Regions from separate parts of the Zea mays genome. Here region 1 is linked to region 2. The links are chromatin contacts, called in public Hi-C maps. All regions are on one chromosome and are shown on one strand. Each heading gives the region's core, a stretch centred on a gene start, on an enhancer-like site or on the middle of the called end of the contact. The rest is flanking DNA. Distances are from core to core; before and after follow the strand shown. Region 1 holds the start of LOC103626484 (protein argonaute 1D). Region 2 holds the start of LOC100280442.

Region 1 (4,160 bases), core at 1,430-3,929, 660 kb before region 2:
GGGCACACACAAAAAAAAAAGGTTGGCATTTGCATAAGCATAATGAAGTCACAAAAGAAAGGAGAACCCAAATATATTACCTGAATAATGTCGCGCTCACGATCATGTGGGCGTTGGCATGTCTCCTCTAAAAGAGCTCTTATCTGACTCTGGTTTAATCTCTTAGAGTACCTCTGTCCCTCCACTATCTTGCAGACCTGAGTAGTAAACACATTAGGTTTTGCTAGCAAATAAGATTAGACAGGGATAAGTCATAGTGTAGAGCTTTGCTAGAAAAGAGCGAGAGGAGCGGCTGCAGCGACTAAGCTTACCTCCATTGGAAGGTAATTTGGGTGCTGCTGGTTGCCAACCTGCAGACAGGGCAGGTAGGTGTGCTGGATGGCAAAGCCATAGGTCTCTTGAAAATACTGTACAACTGACTTCACTGTGCCACCTTGATCAACAGGAAAACTGTGGCAAATGGCATCAACATTCTTTTAGGAAATTTTTTCTCTGAACAAATGATCCAGAGAGGGAAAGTGTAAATGCAGGAGTTCATGAAGAAACATGGATTTTTTTTTGCCATACGTTAGCTCCCGAGTTTCCTGAGATGTTAAACCAGCTATTCGATACTTGCGTCGCATGTTACCACGGTGCGTAACTTCCACCTTCACGCCTCTTAAGGCCTTCTTTATCTGAAAATCGAGTAAATTAATCAAAAAAAATATTGAGTAAAGTGACGTTACAAATATCTGCTAGCGTACCTTGACACGTTCAGCGTCTAAGAGGGGCCTCGAGTAGATGTCGTCGGTGTTTAAAAGCTGTGCAACAAAATCTATGACAGGTAATGGCTCAAAGAAAGCAGTTGCAGACATATCTGAAAAGACAAGAAAAGGTTAGAAGCATTCAGTAATCTTGTATGTATGTATGTATCTGATGAGAGAGAGAGACAGACAGACAGACAGAGTTTTACCAATATTCAATGACAAGCCCATTTGAGTAGGGCGAATGCTCTGGTAAAACCCACGCCAGCTTTCTATTCCCTCACCAAGGGAACGCCTCCTCCCCAGGTCAGGAGAGAAAAACGATCGCCCAAACGGTGCATATCTTTTAAAAAAAAACAAGAGAGAGAGAGAGAGAGCCAAATCATCAGTGCATGTATCATCCTGAAACCTAGAGAGAGAGAGAGAGAGAGAGAGAGTCTAATTTAATTACCTTGTTGTCGGCAGCTCCCGCAGAACAATATCAAGAACTTGCAAGGCTTCTTGAGGAGCCTCTGCCTGCCTTCCAGCTAAAAACTGCTCCAGACGCCGGAGGTCAGCCCTTGCGGCAAATTTAATCACTACCTTGTATGTCTTCTTACGCCTAGACATACAGGAAATGTCAAACAGGAACATGCTAAACCCATTTTTTTGTGTGTGAAATTCTTCACAAAAACGACAACAGGAATATGTCAAACAGAAATAAAGTATAGTATAGATACCTCTCTACTCCAGAACCATCGTCTTCCTCGAGTAGAGTGATGTGAAATTCTTTCGAAGTGAATGGCAGGGGTCCAGCCGTGTACAGGCTCTTTCTACCATCATAGGCTGGAAGCCGACCTCCCAAATATGACAGCTTGTGCAGCCTCACCAGCTCCTCCATGACAGAACGGTTCACAATTCGCGATGTCACTTCCGGGGTAACTGAAACCTGTCAGAGTAAAAAAAACATTTAGGTAGATTCAAGAGAAAACGTTGAAAGGGATATTGATAGAACAACATACATCATACTGATGAAGATCCTTCTTGGCAGGTAATAATTCAGCAAAGAAGTGATTTGCCTTCACCAAACACCTGGTGCCAACGCTTCCATTTCCTGGGCGGTGAGGGAACTTGCTCGACACTGGAAACGCCTGCACAATGTCCTGTACAGACAAGCCTTTCAGCTGATCCACAGCCTCTTCGCTTGGTGACGGCGCATCCTGGGACTGGGAGCCTGCCTCTGGCGCTGGGATGTTATCAGGTTCATTTGAAGTTTGCATTGCTTGGCGCAGCTCGGGAGCTATGGCGGACGGGACTGCCCCACGTCCACCTCTACCACCACCACCACCACTGTAGTAGCCAGTTCCACGACCACGACCACCTTGTGGGGACTGCTGTTGATGGTAGAAGCCACCACGGCCACGGAAACCTCTCCCACCACCGCCGGCCTCAGCAGCCTGTGAGCCTGAGCCTGAGCCCTCGCCTAACCCAGGCAGTTTTTGTCTCCAAGATCCCATGCCGTGGGCAGTGAAACTGACAAACTCAATGCGCTGCCAAGAGAGGAAAAGTCCAGTTTTTAGAATTTGACGAGAGGAGAAGACGGAGGAAGAACAGAGGAAGCAGAAGGCCGCTTGTGATCACCCTTGGGCAGGCGGAGCTAGGGGAGCCTGTTCTTTCTTTCTTTCTTTCTTTCTTTCTTTCTTTCTTTCAGTGGGTCGGGGCGCAGCAGAATAAATGTGAGTGCACTTGGGGTTGGTTGGATGACTATTGCGTTGGTTGCTCAGGAGATACTATATAATACTCTGCAGTTAACTCTGGGTATATATTTTTCAAGTGTTCATTTACCTTTTTTTTTGGTTGAGTAATATACATGGTGGTACCTTTTTGCAATAGTGCAGAAATGCCTTCACTCACTTGGGTATAGTAGAGTAATGATGTGCTATTGATTGATGTGTCAAAAAATATCTACTATTTGCCTTGGGGATATAGGGAAAAAAGAACAGGTGTTGTAGTTCATTTCGTTCAAACCAAAATGTGAAAAATCTTTTTACTTGACAGAAGCAATAGCAGGTGCGCTCTGTCGCCTGCATGTGGCAAACAAATGGTGAATGACAATGCAACTCTGACCGGAGGATTCGGCGGGTTCACGGAAGATAGGGGGAGGGGGCTTGGGACTGTGTGAGCAAGGCCATAAAAAATACTACATTCATTCTCGAATATTTATCAGTTGCTATTTCATTTTTAAACTAAACCATGATAAATAAAAAAAGAATAGATGAAGTAGAAAGTATGGATTTACTCAGTAGATGACTATGTTTAATTACTATGTTCTTTATATTCTTGCCTTAGGAGTAGCAGTAATTTAGTTTTTTTCATCTCCAGTCTTCAGATCTCTTCAGCTCGACATCGTTTAGAGACGTCTTAGGTGATCTGCCGATCCCAAGACAACACTATGAATCTATGATATTTCCTCCCTGACGGGGTTCCTCTGGGGAGCGGGATCAAGGTTCCGTAGGAGATTGTTGCAGCCTCTTCACACACGAACGGTTTGAATGCCTCCGAGCGAACGGTTTGCCGCCCTGCAGAGATGCGAGTCGCGGACGGTCCGCACGCTGACAACAGAGAGTACCCCATGTTTTTGGTCCCCACGATCGGAATCAGGTTACACTAGGGTGCTGTTTGATTCACGAAATGTAACGTAAAGGGTAATGGTAACGGTTTACCCTCGATTACGGACGGTAACAAGTTTGAATAGTCCGGTATCAATTTTTAGTATGATATCTGATTACGGTTATACTAAAACAAACATAATTTAACGTTATCACTTACCCATTACGTTACAAATATTTGAACCAAACGGAATAAATAGATGGATGTTTGGCAATCCGCAATAACTTTTGACAGCCAGAACCTGAAACTAAGCTGCAGCAAACGGGGCCTACATCAATCACCACCTGTCTAGGATATTGTACATCAGAAGCAGCAGTCATCAGTACATTATTATTGTTATTAGAGGGAGTACCTCTCGGGCAGCATTTAAGAGAATGGAAGGTGCATGCAGCAGCCACGCAGGAAGGAAGGGGAACTCATGAATGCATCAAGGAAGATCCACGACATGAATGGCTACTATCCATCTCCTTCACTCCATTGGATCTCCCTGCCTCTACGAAGTCTTGAGTGAATGCAGTAGTAGCTGACGGCCTGAAGGGTGCTGGTGAAAATGCAAACTTGCAAGAGAAAAACGCAGTCAAAAACTGATGGGAGATTGAGGCATTGAGCACAGCACGTACACGCAGTAGAGACTAGAGATCGAGTGGCTCCCAAGTCACGGGGCTGTGGTGTGCGAGAACATCAGCCATGTGGTGGTGACAGGCAGGTGAATAATAGTACTGAGGAGCTGGAGCAGGCTTCACTTTATCCATTTCGCATGGGATGGAC
Region 2 (4,441 bases), core at 1,149-3,648:
TTTTGTTCCCCTCCACATTATATAGCTCCTATACTGTATGTGTGTTTTTTTATTCTTCTTCTTCCTCCTTTTCTGTGAACTGCGCTTCGCAACCTGTCGAGCTTGCGTCCACTAATTTATCAGCCGAGATATTAGCTGAAAGCGACGTGATGGAGGTTGCATGCATGTTTCAGATAAATCATCCGAGATATTCTACCACCGTACATTGGTCGTATCCTTAGAGAGTTAACTGCATAAAGCCCATGAACTTATTAAGAGATGCCATTAGAAGTTGTTAAACAGAGCTCCGCCTCTATCTCACTTTCCTCTAGCTCATCTTAGATCCTATTTGGAAGAGCTTCACTTTAAAATTTCGAGTTTATTTCAGTTTCTTCTATCCAAACAGATCTAACTCTATGACCTGTAACTTTAAAAAAACTGAAACTAGAGACTAGTTTCATGAAACTTTCGAAGCCCCTCAAAGGGTGCTTCAAAAATATTGTTTTTATACCTTCTTATGAAGCTATATCAAAATTACCTATCATACCATTGGTCACATGACCTACCAATTCATGTCTCTTTCTGCACCCTCCAATCATCAAGGTTAACTAAGAAAACTCACACAAATTAATGTATTACAGAAACTAGAGTCTACGTGTAAGCCAAACACTCTTTAAACCCGCTTTACCAATATATTGGAGTTGTTTAATGATAAAGGTGGAAAACCGAAGCTACAATTTCTGAAGTGAATCCTTCCAAACATGGCCTTAATTAAATTGTTTGGGAGTACGGTTTTTTTTACGATTTCTAGACAATGTCATGTTTTTTAGTAATATTATAGTATTTTATGTTATAAAAGGTTTCGTTGAATTCCTAAAAACTATGTTTTTAAAATCAAGATATTATAGATACCATGATATTTTTACAGTATTGAAAATTTTGCTCTACTCTAAAGTCTTCATGACATGACTAACCTTTGCCGAATACTATGGCCTACAATTTTACATATAAATAATTACAGAGAACAATATTGTAAAACCGTATTTTTGAGAAATATTGGTGCCAAACAGAGCCTTGAGTTGAGAAGCTGATACATTCGGTTCGGCCCTGCAATTCCAGACAGATGGTTCTGGTTGCAGCTCAAATTCTTTGGCTGGAAGAAGGGCGCACGTCGCTGTCTCTGATGAGCAGGCTTTAGTTGGATCAAGGTCGCTGTTGCTCGGTTTATATGGTCCAGTCTAAATCCGTCTACTGCTTCTATGCCCAAAAAAAGATCGATCCACTCTCTCGTAGGATTTGTTTTTGGGAAGGAAAAAAAAACAATTCATATGCCTTGAGTGGAAAAAAATCGAAATGGAAATGAAAGGCTTGCTAATTATCAAAGGACATTAGCTAAGCTCTGCACATCACTCTAAGTCTTTACCCCTACTAGTACTACCTAAGGTATTAAAAAAGGAGAATAAAAACCAAAAGGAAAAAAAGAAGAAGAAGAAAACTTGTGGCCAGGGATGCTTTGGCAGCGTAACGTTAACGACGGCCACAAGTTGGGGTGGGGTGGGTGGTGTGGGCCCCGCCGCAGGATCTTTCTGGGCCTCGAAGCTGGCCGCGTGACGTGGCGCCGAAAAAGCGCAGCGAGAAATACTTGTGGCCACGCTTTTTGCGGCCACGGATATTCTTCTTTTCTTTCCCTGCACAAGCACAGCACAGCACGGTGCACTTCCTATATTATTTTACTTTTCTGTTACAAAAAAAGAGAGGAAATGCTCTTGGAATTTCTTGTGGACACGACACAGCTAGGAATTTATCCTTCTTTCTTGTTCGTTTCCTTTTTCTTATCTAGTAACGAGAAAACGGTCCGGGTTTATCCGCGGAAAAAATATCTGCTATTTGAACGGCCGCAGATATTTGCGGTGTTTTCTCTTTTATTTTCTCTACGCTGCTTCGTGCCCTATTGTCAACACGTGGAAACCTTCCTATCCACTCCAATCACTTCACTCCACTTCTCAAATTTTCAGAACAAACTTCTAAATTTATAATGAGGCTCAATGAAATATTTAATTTCGATACAATGCTATAGATAAACAAAACCACCCTGAGAAAATGGGGAAAAAAAAGAGAAAGAGACCCTCTATCTCAAAAGGGAAAACAGAGGGGTCAGAACGTAAAATATCCGCAGAGGGCGGAGGTGGGCCCTCCCCTCCCGGGGCCTCCCCAGCCACTCGATCCCTGGCCCTTCTCGAAATTTCCAGCCCTGACAGGCGGGGCCCACGGCCGACGTGGCCCGCCTCCCCTCCCCTCCCTTCGCCCCCAGAAATCTCGCCGCTCCCACCCCTCTCCTTCCTCTCGCCATTTCCATTTCCTTGCCCTTGCCAGCCAGAGCGAGACTCCACCGCTTCCTCTCCGCCGCGTCCTCCTCCCCTCCCTCCGTTCCTCACGGCTCTCCGGACTCGCCCCGCGGCTGGCCGTGCTGAGTTTCGTTCTCTGGCCGGCAAAGAAGCGATTTTTTTGTGCTTTCTGGACGGATCCCGGCCGGAGAAGGGACCGAATTTCCACGACCTCGACCGCCGGCTGCTCCTCTGCTGGGCTCTCCGTGCGCAAGAAGAGCCTACCAAGGTGAATCCGGAGATTTGAGCTCCGGGCCCGCCTCATGGAGTCCATGGCGCAGGTATGCAATTGTCTCCTCCCTTTCCCTCCTCCACTTGATCCTTCCCTGCCGCCTGCCGGTGTTGAAAATAGTTTTTTAATGCCAATATCTCATCACCCTCTTAAAAAAATGTGCTGTTTCTAGACGCTTCTCCTTCCTGTCTGTTGCACGCCAATCATGGCACCCGTAGAGAGTTCTACTAGAACGAGATGACCAACACGTAACATGTGTTTAGCTAATTTGCTGTACTCGTTCCCCTTTTTTACAGCACTATCGCAACTTGTCTTCCAATCAATCCAACAGTTCCCACCCATCCTATTATTACCACCACCATTACATGTCTTAAGTTGATGTCGTTTGCGGGATCCGGAGCACTGGGAGCTCAAATCTGGACATTTATGCATGGTAGAAGTAGAATCTGGCATGGCTTTGACCTGTTGAGGGACGATCACTAAATACTTGTTTCCTGTTGTTCCTTACAGGAAAGGGACGCGTTGGATTCACCTGCCTTGTCGATTGACAAAAGGCTGCGGTCGGATGCTGTCGAATCACCCCTGGTGGATGATGCAACGCAACCCAAGGAGGGGGCGGACGGTTACCCTGTCAAGGTACCCATTTATTGTCCCACTTTTGAGATCAGTGTGAGCGTACAGCACTGTCACCAGCTCACCATGCCAACTAATGGGCACCTGCCTTGATTCAAGTAGGTTCGGAAGCCTTACACGATCACGAAGCAGCGAGAGAAGTGGACAGAGGAAGAGCATGGGAAGTTCCTGGAGGCACTGAAGCTCTATGGTCGGTCTTGGCGCCAGATACAAGGTGCGTGCAGGCTTTACATGTGACCCTACGTTAGAGCACGCTGATGATTAGTTCTCTGATTTGTCCTCCAAACTGCCGTTTATTAGAACACATTGGCACAAAGACTGCTGTCCAGATTCGGAGCCATGCTCAGAAGTTTTTCTCCAAGGTGCTTAACCCTCATGTGGCTGTGCTCAATTTAGCTGCTGTCACTGCATTCACAGTATTTTACCATCACATATGCTTGCACAGTGAGATTATCTAGAAGCTAACTCTGAGCTAACTACGCAGGTCGTGCGTGAACCTGGGGCCAGTAATTCAATTGAGATCCCACCCCCTAGGCCAAAGAGAAAACCACTGCACCCATACCCTCGCAAGTGTGCCGACTCCACCGTGACAAATGCTCCAATGGGCGAACCGAAGAATGCTCCTGTTTCATCACCATCTGGTTCTGACCAAGAGAATGGTTCGCCTGTCTCGGTGTTATCTGCAATGCAGTCGGATGCTTTTGGTTCATCAATATCAAACCCATCAACTGGGGGCACGTCTCCTGCGTCATCAGATGATGGGAATAATGTCCCTGAGATAGTGAATGGGGAGGAAAATTTGCTCACTCAGCAAATAGAAGACCGATCCCATCAGGTAAGGAAACATTCATCCTGTGGGTCGTCTTTCGAAATGGGTGTAACCTGAAACGTGAACATGTTTGCTTATGCGGCTTGGTATGTTTCAATTACAGGAATCAAAGCAGGACAACAGTGATGGTGAGCTGTCTGAAGAAGATTCATCACGAGTCCAAGAAACCAGTTTGAAGCTTTTTGGGAAGACAGTTATCATCCCAGACCCAAAGAAAGTCTGTTCCTCGGATGGGGGAGCTGGAGATGATACACAAGAAGTGATGCAAACATCCTGGGTTGGAGGAGGGGTGGCAGCATACCCTGCCCATAACGGATGGTTTCTTCCGTTCCATTCTTTCCCTGCTCATATGTATGAGTCAGGGGATGCTAGGATTTCCCCTCT

The links. Hi-C and Micro-C count contacts between places; a contact is called where the count stands out from the background.
Region 1: a Hi-C map of root tip shows a contact between it and region 2, with 5 times the contacts expected there. The contact joins the promoter of LOC103626484 here to the promoter of LOC100280442 in region 2. A contact is called at or near these places in 4 of 25 Hi-C or Micro-C datasets (bundle sheath, ear, root tip and 1 more).

What each region holds. Positions count from the first base shown.
Region 1 is chr5:66,703,566-66,707,725 of Zm-B73-REFERENCE-NAM-5.0, reverse strand. LOC103626484 (protein argonaute 1D) reads right to left here and starts at 2,679. Exons shown (of 21, transcript XM_020538404.2): 1 at 2,364-2,679; 2 at 1,745-2,272; 3 at 1,463-1,671; 4 at 1,195-1,344; 5 at 953-1,086; 6 at 744-856; 7 at 568-674; 8 at 312-450; 9 at 1-197. The coding sequence starts at 2,239.
Region 2 is chr5:66,039,811-66,044,251 of Zm-B73-REFERENCE-NAM-5.0, reverse strand. LOC100280442 reads left to right here and starts at 2,398. Exons shown (of 6, transcript NM_001153363.1): 1 at 2,398-2,644; 2 at 3,106-3,231; 3 at 3,331-3,442; 4 at 3,529-3,590; 5 at 3,713-4,063; 6 at 4,161-4,441. The coding sequence starts at 2,627.